2 separate regions of the Hordeum vulgare genome follow, and region 2 is linked to region 1. The links are chromatin contacts, called in public Hi-C maps. All regions are on one chromosome and are shown on one strand. The core of a region is the stretch at or near the end of the contact, and the rest is flanking DNA. Distances in the headings are between cores, read along the strand shown.

Region 1 (7,057 bases), core at 2,135-4,634:
TTCTATCTTTTTTCCTTTGTATTCATGACTGTTACGTACATTGGATAATTTGTTAACAAAATGGCTCTGTGCGTCATGATGATGCAGAGGCCGTGCCTATCCCCTTTCGGAAAAATAAAGTCCGAAGGGGCATAGGGTGAGGGTGAAGTGAACTCCAACCAGTAAACGCTGTACTGCCACCGAGTGTGTCACACCGATCATGCCTGTCATGAGCAAGGCAAGTGACACAGATGACGCAAGCAACAGTGTATAGCATTCAGCCGGCCAACACAAGGAGCTACTCTATGCTTGAAGGGGGGGGGGGGGGGCTAGAGTGTTTCACTCGGGTAAGCTGACACTGCCTGGTGGGCCAATCATACAGCACACGAATGACTTCTGTAATGAGCATTCCATTGGTCAGAAGCATAGATCTCAGCCTGGATGTGCAATGACCATGTTTATTGGCTAAACAATACTGCAATCACTTCAAATAGTAATATAGATTATATGTAAGAATTTCTTGGCAGAAAACCTGTGTATGCGTGCTAGCTTGTACAGCTAAATATGAAATTCAACATTAATGTTTTCGTTACAGTTCAATCTGCATGCATGGTTGTTCGACTGGTATTTGTGCTGAGAAAAACCAAACAAGTATCTCTTTGGTATAATTATGTATTTCTTTAGCTGAATATGATGGAAGCTAAGAAAACATGCTTAACAAGGAACTTACATGGGAAGGAGGTATGCGCTTTCCACTGAGAAGATCGATGAGTACAGTGCCAAAACTGAATATGACGCTTTCTGCTGTGACCCTGCCTGAAAGAAAGAAAAAATATACTCAAAATATGCATCGGTGGTGCCTATGTCTACATTAATAATGCAGAAAAGACTCCTTATGACCTCTATATAATGCTCGCTCCGGCCCTTTTTACTCCGAATTTAAGATTTGTCTAAAGTCAAACTTCATAAAATTTGACCAATTTTATAGAGAAAAATATCAACTTTCACAATACGAAATCAATATCATTAGATGCGTCATGAATTTAGGTTTCATATTGTATAGCTTCAATATTGAAGATGTTGATATTTTTTCATACAAATACGGTCAAACTTTACGAAGTTTGACTTCAGATAAATCTTATATGTGGAATCAAAAGGACCGGAGGGAGTACATTGAACCAATATCTTAACAAAGGTACTATATTTGTCTTTCCAGTGAAAAAAATTGTTATTCAGTGCCAATAGATTAAAGCTTCATCCCCTGAAATTCCTATTTTTTTGAGAAGTGGAGGATAGCAATAATAAAACTGAACTCCTACAAGAAGAAATATTTCATTACTAAATAAGAAAAGGGCTAAATACCATTTCTCAGATATTCTGGAGGTGTGTACGCTAGATTTGTGCTATAACTTTTCCCATCCCTGCTGTTTTTCATCAGACCAAAGCATGAGAGACGCGGATCACCATTCTGCAACCAGAAAGGTTGTTAGACGCTTCGCTTACATGCATGATAATTGGTACAAAATGACATGTTCAACTGTTAGATGCTATCAACAACTCATAAAACCTACTTGGTGAAGTTGTAAATAAATTGAATGCATCACATCTTCCAAATGTCAATGTAAGTTCTGCTAAACAATTTTCCTAGTAACCGAATTATCCTAGTTTATATGTGTCATAAACAGTGCAGAAAAAGACAGCTTACTGCTAACATTTCCGTTTCTTGTTAACAGAAAAAATCTTAACTATTTTTAGGTAAAAAGAAATCTAAACCTGAAAACCTCTAAACATCGCCACCATGGCCATTAGCACAAGACAGTAGTCATTGGTCTGACAGAGTTCTATATACTTAAACAGACTTGTCTTACTGATCATTTACCTCGTCAAAGAGGACTCTGTATGCATTTAGGTCATGATATAAAGAGCGTTCCTCATTGCTGCAATATCCCAATGCTTCGGCAATGTAGCATGCGACTCTCAGACGCATAGCCCATTCAATAGTCTGGTTTTCCCCTGCACAACGGCAAAAGTATGGCGAAGAGCAAATTAATTTGATAGTTATTTCCAAGGCCGTAACAAGTATGATAAGTGCCATCACTTGTCGATATTTAACTCAAAATGACCAAATTAGCAATCACAAACAGGATGTGTGCAATATTTCCCTTGTATCCAAGGTGATAATCAAAATAACAAGTGAGCATGGGAGCTGGGAACCTAAGGGGAGGTCAATCAAGCATTAACTATCAATATCCTAAGTTCTACATCAAAATGCTGCAAGCAGCTGCACTGAGTAGAAGCCTTGTGCAGAAATAATAACTTCCCTTTGGTGATAAATGTCATCACCAGTAAGTCTTTAACTCAAGAATGACAGAATTAGCAATCACAAACAGGATTTGTTTAATATACATAGAAACTCATATCATTTGTGATAAACTACACTCAATTGCAGCCAGGGAGATAATCAAAATAATAACAAGTATGAACTATCAATTGCTTAAGTTCGATATCAAAATGCTGCAAACAACTGCACTGAGTAGAAGCCTTGTGCAGACACAGTAACTTGCCAAATTCCGCACTTGCTTACCTCGTCCCATAATTCAGCGACATGCACTAAAGCAAAGGATCCCCAGGTTCAGTAGAATCAAGAAACGGCCCGGGCAACTACTAAGCAAAGACAATATGCGCGGGGCTACTTGGGGGACTCACAGTGGAACAGGTGCTTGGCGAGGGTATCGTTGGACATGAACTCGGCGACAAGCAGCCGCTCGTCGCCGTCGCAGCAGTAGCCGATGAGGTTTGCCAGCCTCCGGTGCCGCAGCTTGCCCACCCCCTTCGCCTCCTCCTGGAAACCGACCAAACGAGCAATTCGTCAAAACCATATGTCCCCTCTAAACCCCCAATTCAGCCACACACCAAACCACGAGCTCCTCGCCTCCTCTCCCTCCCTACCTACCGCGAACTGCTTGGGGTCGGGCCAGGCATGCTTGGCGAACTTCTTGACGGCGATGGCGCGAGGGGCGGCGCCTCCCCGCAGCCGGCCCCTGTAGACGAGGTTGGGGGCCTTCTCGCCGCTCTCCGACACGATGTTCCCCGCCGCGAAGCCGTCCGTGGCCGCGCGGAGCTCCGCCAGCGAGAACTCCGCGAGCGCCGGGACCTCCTCCACCCCGCGCGCGGCCGGCGCCGCGGCCGCCGGGGGAGCGGCCTTCTGCGCCTTGAGGGAGAAGGAGGGGCGGTGCGGCGGCGGGGTAGGGGGAGCAGGCCGCCGCGGGCCGGGCGGCTTCTCCGCGTGGACCCACGACCGCAGCGAGGAGCCGCAGCAACCCATGAACGAAGCGTGAGGAGAAAAGTCCGTCGGCGTCTCCCGCTGGCCGTGCCTTTTGTTGCGTGCGCGGCTGTGCGCTCGTGTGCGTGGGAGCGAGGAAACGGAGACGGTTTTTGTAACTTGCTTTGCTTGCGGCTTCTCTGGGCTCTGGTGTGGGGTCTCGTTCGCTCGTGCTCTTTGGGTTACGACCACTGTAGTCTGTAACGCAGACGTCGGCTGAGTCCATTTCTTCCTTACCAGATGACGCACATGTGTACACACACGCTTGTTATATAATACGACCACCCAAGCTTGACAGGTCATGCACAAATGTTGACCGAGACAAGAAACTACGAGCATCTCCACCCGCGACCTCAACACGCCATCTTCAGGTTATTTTTTTCACCGACGAGTGAAAAACGGCTTACTTGCGCCCTTAGGAACCGGTTTTCGTTAGGACCGAATTGACCCTGACGGTCCCAAGCCGAATCAAGTGCGTTGGGGGGCGCCCGGAGACGGTGGCAGAAGGGAAAACGACGCGCCGGGTCCTTGTCAGGCGAAAAGAGGCATTTTCTTCTCCAGAGCGCACCACACCTTCCGCCACCGTGCCGATTTCGGCGCCACCCCATCTGCCTACCGCCGCTACAAAGGCCATCTCCCCATCGACTTCGCTGCGGATTCGCCCCCTCCCGTTTCTTGGCGAGTTTTCTCGGCACTCCGGGCACGTACACGGCTGCGCATCTGCCACGCCCGCCAGGTGTTCGGCGATTTGCCTGGCCCATGGACTCCGACGACGAGAAGACGTTCGCGACGCTAATGGAGGAGGAAGTCGATGTCGACGCCCAGGATGAAGAGCACCGCATGGTCCTCGCCTCTCTGGTTGGCATGTTCGCGAGCAATGCAGAGCCACGACGAGGTGGCTCGGCGTCGGGCCGGCTGAAGGCAAAGCAGAGGCATTGACTGGAAGGCTATTGCTTGCTCTACGCCGACTACTTCGCAGATGCTCCTCTGCACGGCGACAAAGTATTCTGACGTTGTTATTGTATGAGCCGGAAGCTATTCCTCGGGATTGTGGATTCTATCAGGGAGTTCGACAGGTACTTCAAGTGCAAAAGGTATTGCATCGGCACACTTGGATTCACCTCGCTCCAGAAGTGCACGATAACTATGAGGATGCTTGCGTACGGAGCTCCCGGTGATATTCTGGAAGACTATGGACGCATGGCCGAGTCCACCACCATTGAGTGTTTCTATAAGTTGTGCAGGGCAGTGGTGGCAGTTTTTGGACATCAATATTTGCGATCACCCAATGCTGAAGACACAGCTCAGATCCTAGCACAGAATGCAGAAATAGGATTTCCTGGGATGCTTGGAAGCATCGACTGCATGCATTGGAAATGAAAAAAATTGTTCATTTGCTTGGCAAGGGATGTACAAAGGCGTCAAAGGAGGTTACAGTGTGGTACTTGAGGCAGTGGCCACACATGACCTCTGGATTTGGTGCTCCTTCTTTAGTATGCCAGGAACTCACAATGACATCAACGTACTGCAGTGCTCGAATGTCTTTGCCAAGCTTGTTGAAGGTCATGCTCCTCCCGTTAACTATGAGGTCAATGGGCTCCACTACAACAAGGGATACTACCTAGCATATGGCATCTATCCGAGATGGTCCACATTTGTGAAGACTATCTCAAATCCTGCACCCAGGAGACAAGCACTCCTATTTTGCCAAGCGTCAAGAAGCTTACCGGAAGGATGTCGAGCGGGCATTTTGTGTGCTTCAATCTCGTTTTGCTGTTGTCCGGTACCTCGCTCAGACCTGGTCAAAAGATCAAATGTGGGAAGTCGTGACTTGTTGTGTTGTCTTGCGCAACATGATCATTGAGAGCGAGCAGGAGGAGCTAGTGTTTGACACTGAACCATATTACAGGCAAGGTCCTCTTGGCTAAGTTGATCACCAGCTACCGGCAACCTGGATTGCCTTCCTCAACATGCGTTAGAAAATCCGAGACCCTGATACGTCTCCATCGTATCTACTTTTTCAAACTCTTTTGCACTTGTTTTGGACTCTAATTTGCATGATTTGAATGGAACTAACCCGGACTAACATTGTTTTCATCAGAATTGCCATGGTGTTGTTTTTGCACAGAAATAAAAGTTCTCGGAATGACCTGGAAATTTACGGGGATTTTTTGTGGAATATATAAAAAATACGAGCGCAAGAATCAACCAGAGAGGTGGAGCTGAGAGCCCACAAGCCCACCAGCCCCCCCCCCCAAGCCGCGCCTGGCTAGCTTGTGGGGCCCTCGGGGCTCCACCGCCTCCAATCTCAGCTCTATTTAGTCCCTTTCGTCCGGAAAAAATCAGGGAGAAGAGTGCATCGCGTTTCACGATACGAAGGCGCCGCCACCTCCTGTTCTTCCTCTGGAGGGCAGATCTGGAGTCCATTCTGGGCTCCGGAGAGGGGAGATCGTCGCCATCGTCATCATCAACCATCCTTCATCGCCAATTCTATGATGCTCTTCACCGTTCGTGAGTAATCTCATTGTAGGCTTGCTGGACGGTGATGGGTTGGATGAGATCTATCATGTAATCGAGTTAGTTTTGACGGGGATGGATCCCTAGTATCCACTATGTTCTGAGATTGATGTTGATACTACTTTGCCATGCTTAATGCTTGTCACTAGGGCCCAAGTGCCATGATTTCAGATCTGAACCTATTATGTTGTCGCCAATATATGTGTGTTCTTGATCCTATCTTGCAAGTTGTAGTCACCTACTATGTGTTATGACCCGGCAACCCCGGAGTGACAATAGCCGGAACCACTCCCGGAGATGACCATAGTATGAGGAGTTCATGTATTCACCAAGTGTTAATGCGTTGGTCCGGTTCTTTATTAAAAGGAGAAGCTTAATATCCCGTAGTTTCCATTAGGACCCCGCTGCCACGGGAGGGATGGACAATAGATGTCATGCAAGTTCTTTTCCCTAAGCACGTATGACTACATACGGAATACATGCCTACATTACATTGACGAACTGGAGCTAGTTACATATCTCTCCGTGTTATAACTGTTTCATGATGAATAACATCTGGCATAATCATCCATAACCGATCCAATGCCTACGAGTTTTTCCTACTGGCCCTTGCTACGTTACTTTGCTGCTACTGGTGTCACTTCTGCTACTGTTACTCTGTTACTACTGTTGTTACTTTGCTGCTACTGCTTTCACTTTGCTGCTACTGGTTACCGTTGCTATTATTGCTATCACACTACTCTGCTACAGATACTTTGCTGCAAATACTAAATCTTTCAGGTGTGTTTGAATTGACAACTCAACTGCTAATACTTGAGAATATTCTTTGGCTTCCCCTTGTGTCGAATCAATAAATTTGGGTTGAATACTCTACCCTCGAAAACTGTTGCGATCCCCTATACTTGTCGGTTATCAAGACCTTTTTCTGACGCCGTTGCCGGGGAAGCCAAGTCAAGAATATTCTCCCGTCAACGTGTTATTTTCTGGCGCCGTTGCCGGGGAGGCATAGCTATATTCTCTGAGTCACTTGGGATTTACGTTTGCTGGTCACTATGAGGAATCCGAAAGATCCAAGAACTAAAGTCTTGCCCTCAACTACGAGGACGGGTAAGGAACTGCCATCTAGCTCTGCACTTGATTCACCTTCAGTTATGAGTAAGTTTGCGACACCACCTCCTGCTAGAAATCTTGATATGTCGCATGTGCTTGATGATGCTACTTCTGCTATCCATGATGCTT
Region 2 (7,057 bases), core at 1,295-3,794, 800 kb before region 1:
GTTCCAAGTTAAAATCTACACCAACAAATTAAAATTTTCTTCCTAAGACGAATGAGAACGAAAAGGTAAATTGTTGTCCAATCGTCCAGTAATGACATATTTCAAAGCCTGTGAACTTTGTTGTAGTGGCATACTGGCATGCTTCTGAATCAAAGAATAGTAATGGCATATTTCAAAACTAGAAAGTTTGTGGTGGCATATATCAAATTTACCCTAGAATTTACATCTCAAAGGATAAAGGAAGGTGCTGAATTTTCAAGAGGAATGAATATATAGCCCTGTAAAAAAATTCTACAGATTAAACAAAATGTTTTTTTATCGGTAAAGAACTAATTATCAGTCGGCTCTTGAATTTGTTTATTGATAAATTATGAAGTTAATGTTACATGTAGGATAGAAAATAATAGGTCATTAGAAGTTGAGATGATAAGAGCCGTATAAAATGCTAGGAGGTTTACCTCCTCAACATTAACCACTCGTGCTCGTTCAACGGCAGAGGGAGTCCATAGCTTCACATCATTATCAATTCCACTGCTTGCAATTGTCATAGCATGAGGATGGGGCTCAATACAATTGACTATGCATTCATCACCCTCCATTGCCCGTAAAAAATTCCCATCTCTCTTCCTCCAAATAAATAACCGACCACAGTCTGACCCACTGGCAACATATTCATGATTTGGCCCAATAAAAGTCACACCCTTCACAGTCTCACAATTGCGATGCCCAACATATACCTGAGGCGCAGGTTGATCAACATCTTCACCAGATGCAAATACTGTTGAGTTGGACCCTTCACCGCCTCCAATTTTGGCGGGTGATTTTGGGTCAGGTCCCAGCCCTCCAGTTTTAGGGAAGAGGTAAATATTCTCATCATTGTAAGATACAAGCAACTCACTCTGGTGAGAGAATGCTAACCCTGTTATTCCAACATTCTTATCGCCAATAAGATGTGGTGGACAATAGCAGTCAGATGGCTGAGCGAAATCAGATGATCCGCTCGACTCGCATTTGCGGATGTCGTAGACACGAGCAAAAGAATTGCTTCCTCCAACTGCAAGAAGATTTGGATTCCGTGGATCCGTTGTGATTGCATTAAGATGGACATTAAAGGAGAATCCTGATTTAGCCAGAGATTTTCTGCAAATAAATAATTCTGTGGCTGTATCTGTCCTCAAATCAAACTGCACAGGAACGAAAATGGTCAACTACAAGCATTCAGATACAAAGATAAAATGTTGCATGTGCACGCATGAGAGTGAGAAAGGGCATGTCTTGGGGCTTGGGACCTTACATGTTGAACATGGCCATCTTCGCCACAACTATAGAAAATATAAGGGCTTCCAGGCTCTATAGCCAACTTGTGAGCCCTTCCATCATGTTCACCAAGCAATGAAGTAAGCACATCCCGGCCATCCTGGATCTTGGCAACTCTCACCTGATTGAATTAACAGATTGTAACCTCTGAACTTACTATCACCATCTGAAACATCATGTGAAGTATATGGAAGAGAAATTAACACATCTACCTCGCCATCAGCAGCGCAGGTGACTATGGTGCGATCATTTGTGTAAGGCATGAACCGTGCTTGGAACACATTATCGGCATGGCCCGAATGGAACTGCATTTTAACTGCACCAGTGTCCCAATCCCACAGAATTACCTTCTGATCATCTGAACCAGATACGAGGGTGTCACCAGCGGCATTGAAGCCCACTGTGTTCACACATCCCGTGTGCTTGTTGAGCTTCCTGTGAATCTGGAGGCGCATTACGAGCTCCTGGATGACAGCACTTACATTAGTAAGTAACAGCATTAAATAAATGCACACATGACACATTCAGTCTATTTGCTGCTACTACTTGATAAGGAAGAAGCTAATGACCACTTCAGAATTCAGGTCAAGCTATTCAATTCAGAACCCTTTTGATTGCCAAATCATGAGGTCAAGATACTGCTCTGCATTTAGAAGATTCTGTCACATACAGTACTATAATACCATTATTAACTCATTCCCCGATCAACAAAACCATCATAGTCCAATGTAAGTAGCAATCAATGAACAAAATAATATACGACTGTGATCCCCAAGCACCAATTCGAGAAGCAAATTTGCGTCGGCTAATATCAGCCGTGGTCCAATCCCACCCAACACTAAATCTCAGCTAAATCGGCAAGAAGACCACGGCCCGAACACTGCGCGGAACGATCCACAGCTGGGCGGTGGCACATGGCTGGCTAGTGCCTATGCCTATCCGCACCCGTGATGGATCGATCGAAGCACAAATGGGGGGAGCGAGGCGGGGTGGATGGGGGAGGGAGGGAGGGAGAGGGACCTCGGAGGCGGCGGCGCGGCGAGCGAAGCGGTGGGGGAGGAGGTCGCCGACCTCGCGGAAGCAGAGCTCGGCGGCGCCGTGGCGCGCGGTGGGGTGCTTCCATGGGCGGCGCATGGCGAGGTGCTCCGAGCGACGAGGCGGAGTGCTGCGATTGCGTTTCGTGGTGAACGCGAGCGGGCGAGCAAGTGAGGAGGGGGCACACAGCGAACGGCAGATTGGTGGAGTGCTACCGGAGGTTAACCGCTGCAGACAGGCACACGTGTCGCAGAGAGCGGATCCTTTGCGCCGTAGGCACGCGTGTCGCAGAGAGCGGATCCTTTGCGCCGTAGGCACGCGTGTCAGATAATAACTTTTATCTTGATTTTTTTTAAAACTTATGTCATCTGAACATCACATTCATCTTAAAAACAAAAAAAAAAAAAAAAAATTCTTAAAAAGAAAAAGAAAAAAATATTACCTTATTTTAAAAAGAACTTTAATAAAAATATTACTTTATTTTTAAAAAAAATTTATTACGACCAACAAACATGCATCACGTGGCGTAGCTGATTGACCACCATTCTAGAGATGCTTAATGTGTTTGATATGTAGATCATGCTTCATCGAGTGTACTACTACTGTTTGTGTTGTACTTCTTCTGTAATATTTTCCAAAAACATTAGTGATTTAAATAATTTCATCTTTACCTTAATCTTTATCTAATATAATTTTAATCTATCTCTCTATTTATCTAATATAATTCTAATCTATCTCTCTAACAATAAAGTGGCTACCATTTTTGTCTGTTTTACTGTCGTGGTGATTTTATTAAAAAAAATGTATGATATTAAATAATTAACCCGTAGTCCAAAAAATAAGTGAAAAAAAATATTTCGTCTTTTTGCCCACGTGTTTGACAAAAAAGAAACCCATTCCCGAGTCAAGTGAACACGCCTCCCACCCTTATTTGGACCCGTCGCCGGCCCACATCCTTCATCGTGTTGTCCTCCCGCATTATAGCATGCCTCTCCACCACCCTCCTCGCACCATGACGTGCCTCCTTGATACGTCCATTTTGCATCATGTTTTTCTACTGTTACTTATAATGTTTTTATGCATAATAATGCTTTTGGGAGTATTTCTAATGCATTTTCTCTAATAGTATGCAAGGTTGGCACAAAAGGGAGGAATACCGGCAACTGGAAATCTGGACCTGAAAAAGCTACGTCAAGTTACCTATTCTGCACAACTCCAAATGAGTTGAAACTTCACAAAGATTTTGTGTGGAATATATAAAAAATACTGGAGCAAAGAGCTACGGAGGTGGGCCACCTGGTGAGCACAAGACACCAGGGCGCGCCAGGCCCCCCAAGTGCCCCCTGGTGGGTGGTGCTCAGCCCGGCCCACCTCTGGTGCCCCCCTTCTGCTATATATTTGGTTTTGACCTAAAAAATATAGAGGAGGACTTTCGGGACGAAGCGCCGCTGTCTCGAGGCGGAACTTGGGTAGGAGCACTTTTCCCTCCGGCGGAGCGATTCCGTCGGGGGAACTCCCCCCTCCCCGGAGGGGGAAATCATCGTCATAGTAATCACCAATAACCCTCTAATCTTGGGGAGGCCAATATTCATCAACATCTTCAACAACACCATCTCCTCTCAAACCCTAGTTCATCTCTTGTGTTCAATTTTTGCACCGGAACCTTAGATTGTTGCTTGTGAAGGGCTAGTAGTGTTGATTACATCTTGTAGTTGATTACTATATGGTTTATTTGGTGAAAGACAAAATGTTTATATCCTTTATGAAAATTAATACTCCTCTGATCTTGATCATGTTTATCATTTGTGAGTAGTTACTTTTGTTCTTGAGGCCACGGGAGAAATCATGTTGCAAGTAGTCATGTGAACTTGATATGTGTTCAATAATTTGATGGTATGTATGTTGTGATTCCCTTAGCGGTGTCATGTGAACGTCGACTACATGACACTTCACCATATTTATGCCTAAGGGAATGCATTGTGGAGTAGTTATTAGATGATGGGTTGCTAGAGTGACAGAAGTTTAAACCCTAGTTTATGCGCTACTTCGTAAGGGACTGATTTGGATCCAAAAGTTTAATGCTATGGTTATATATTTATCTTAATGCTTTTCTCATAGTTGCGGATACTTGCGAGGGGGTTAATTATAAGTAGGAGGTTTGTTCAAGTAAGAACAACACATAAGCACCTGTCCACCCACATATCAAATTATCAAAGTATCGAACACGAATTAAGCTATCATGGTGAAAGTGACTAGATGAAATTCTCGTGTGCCCTCGAGAACGTTTTGCTTATTATAAGAAAGCACTTTGGTGTGTCCTTTGCCACTAAAGGATTGGGCTACCTTGCTACAGTTATTGTTACTCTTGCTACTAGTTACTTGTTACAACTATCTTGTTATCAAACAACTTGTTACTGCTATTTCAGTGCTTGCAGAAATTATCTTGCTGAAAACCACTTTTTATTTCCTTCTGCTCGTCGTTGGGTTCAACACTCTTACTTATCAAAAGGACTATGATTACTCCCCTGTACTTTTGGGTCATCAAGACTCTTTTCTGGCACTATTGTCGAGGAGTGAAGCGCTCTTGGTAAGTGAAAATTGGTAAGGAAAATTTATTGCTACGTGCTGAAATTTATTGTCACTTGCTACTATGGAAAACAATCCTTTGAGAGGTTTGTTCGGGGTATCTTCACCTCGATCGAAAGCACAATTAGTTTCCCCTCAACCTACTGCACCTACTGAAAATATTGGTTATGAAATTCCTTTGGGTATGATTGAACAACTGCTAGCTAATCCTTATGCAGGAGATGGAACTGGACATCTCGATAAGCACTTGATATATGTGGATGAAATTTGTGGATTATTTAAGCTTGCAGGTCTACCCGAAGATGATGTTAATAGGAAGGTTTTTCCTTTATCTTTGAAGGGAAAAGCATTGGCATGGTATAGGCTATGTGATGACATTAGATCATGGAACTGGAATTGATTGCAAATGGAATTTCATCAAAAAAATTATCCTATGCATCTAGTTCATCGTGATCGGAATTATATATATAATTTTTGGCCTAGTGACAGAGAAAGTGTCGCTCTATCTTCGGGAGGCTTAATTCAATGCTATATTCATGCCCCAATCATGAGCTCTCGAGAAATTATCATTCAAAACTTTTATGCTCGGCTTTCTCGTAATGATCAAACCGTGCTCGGCGCTTCTTGTACTGGTTCTTTTATGAAGAGGACTATTGAATTCAGGTGGGATCTCTTAGAAATAATTAAACGCAACTCTAAAGATTGGGAACTCGGCGAAGGTAAAGAGTCAGGTATTAAGCTTAAGTATGATTGTGTTAAATCTTTTGTGAATATCGATGCTTTTCAAAAGTTTAGCACTAAACATGGACTTGACTCTAAGATATTAGCCTCATTTTGTGAATCATTTGCTAGTCATCTTGATCTCCCTAAGGAGAAGTGGTTTAAATATCATTCCCCTATTAAAGAATAAATTAGAGAACCAACAATAGCCAAAGAAGAAATTATCATTTATAATGTTGACTCAGTTTCCTCCACCACCGACATTGAAAAACCTCCTTTTCCTGTTAAGATAAAAGAACATGCTAAGGTTTCAAATGTGGTTCACAAAAGTGATATTAAAGCACCTAAACCTTCTAAACAACTTAAGGTAGAACCTAATGTTGCTATGATTAAAGATCTCTTGGAATAAAATATTGATGGGCATGTTATCTACTTCTGTGGTGAAACTGCTAGAATTGCTAACCCTGATGGGAAAGATAAGCATAGACGAGTTGTTGGCATGCCTGTCGTTTTAGTTAAAATAGGAGATCATTGTTACCATGGTTTATGTGATACTTTATATCAAGAAATTATGGATGAAATAGCACCCGCTGAAATAGAAGACATGAATGTTACTATTGAACGTGCTAATAGAGACACCATCACACCACTTGGGATTGTTAGAGATGTTGAAGTCTTGTGTGGGAAAAAATATCCTACCGATTTTCTTGTTCTTGGTTCCCCACAAGATGACTTTTGTCCCATTATCTTTGGTAGACCTTTTTGTGAACACCGTTAATGCTACTATAGATTGTCATAAACAAACTACGGTGTTAATTTTGGTGGTGATTCTCATGAGTTTAATTTTTCCAAGTTTAATAGAAAACATCATAAGAAAGAATTTCCTAATAAATATGAGATAATTGGTCTTTCTTATATTGCCATGCCTCCTACTGATCCTTTTAGACAATATTTGCTAGACCATGAAAATGATATGCATATGCATGAAAGAAATGAAATAGATAACATCTTCTTTGAACAAGAACCTCTGCTTAAGCACAATTTGCCTATTGAAACTCTAGGAGGTCCTCCTCCACCTAAAGGTGATGCTGTGTTTGAATTGAAAAAATTGCCTGATACTTTGAAATATGCTTACCTTGATGAAAATAAGATATATCCTATTATTATTAGTGCTAACCTTTCAGAACATGAAGAAGAAAGATTATTGAAAGTTCTGAAGAAGCACCCAGCTACTATTGGATATACTCTTGATGACCTTAAGGGCATTAGTCTCACTCTATGTCGGCACAAGATTAATATGGAACCTGGTACTAAACCTGTTGTTGATCATCAACTCGGCTGAATCCTAAAATGAAAGAAGTGGTAAGAACTGAAATATTAAAGCTTCTGGAAGCACGTA

What was found. A called contact is a pair of places that touch in the nucleus more often than the background predicts.
Region 2: a Hi-C map of seedling shows a contact between it and region 1, with 4 times the contacts expected there. The contact joins the promoter of LOC123437728 here to the promoter of LOC123437679 in region 1. A contact is called at or near these places in 2 of 6 Hi-C or Micro-C datasets (leaf and seedling).

What each region holds. Positions count from the first base shown.
Region 1 is chr1H:367,137,478-367,144,534 of MorexV3_pseudomolecules_assembly, reverse strand. LOC123437679 (serine/threonine-protein kinase BSK1-2-like) reads right to left here and starts at 3,384. Exons shown (of 9, transcript XM_045115726.1): 1 at 2,933-3,384; 2 at 2,686-2,821; 3 at 1,859-1,992; 4 at 1,342-1,447; 5 at 710-795. The coding sequence starts at 3,304.
Region 2 is chr1H:367,935,791-367,942,847 of MorexV3_pseudomolecules_assembly, reverse strand. It overlaps LOC123437728 (DDB1- and CUL4-associated factor 8-like), which reads right to left and starts at 2,544. Exons shown (of 5, transcript XM_045115729.1): 1 at 2,338-2,544; 2 at 1,530-1,781; 3 at 1,295-1,438; 4 at 459-1,184. The coding sequence starts at 2,451.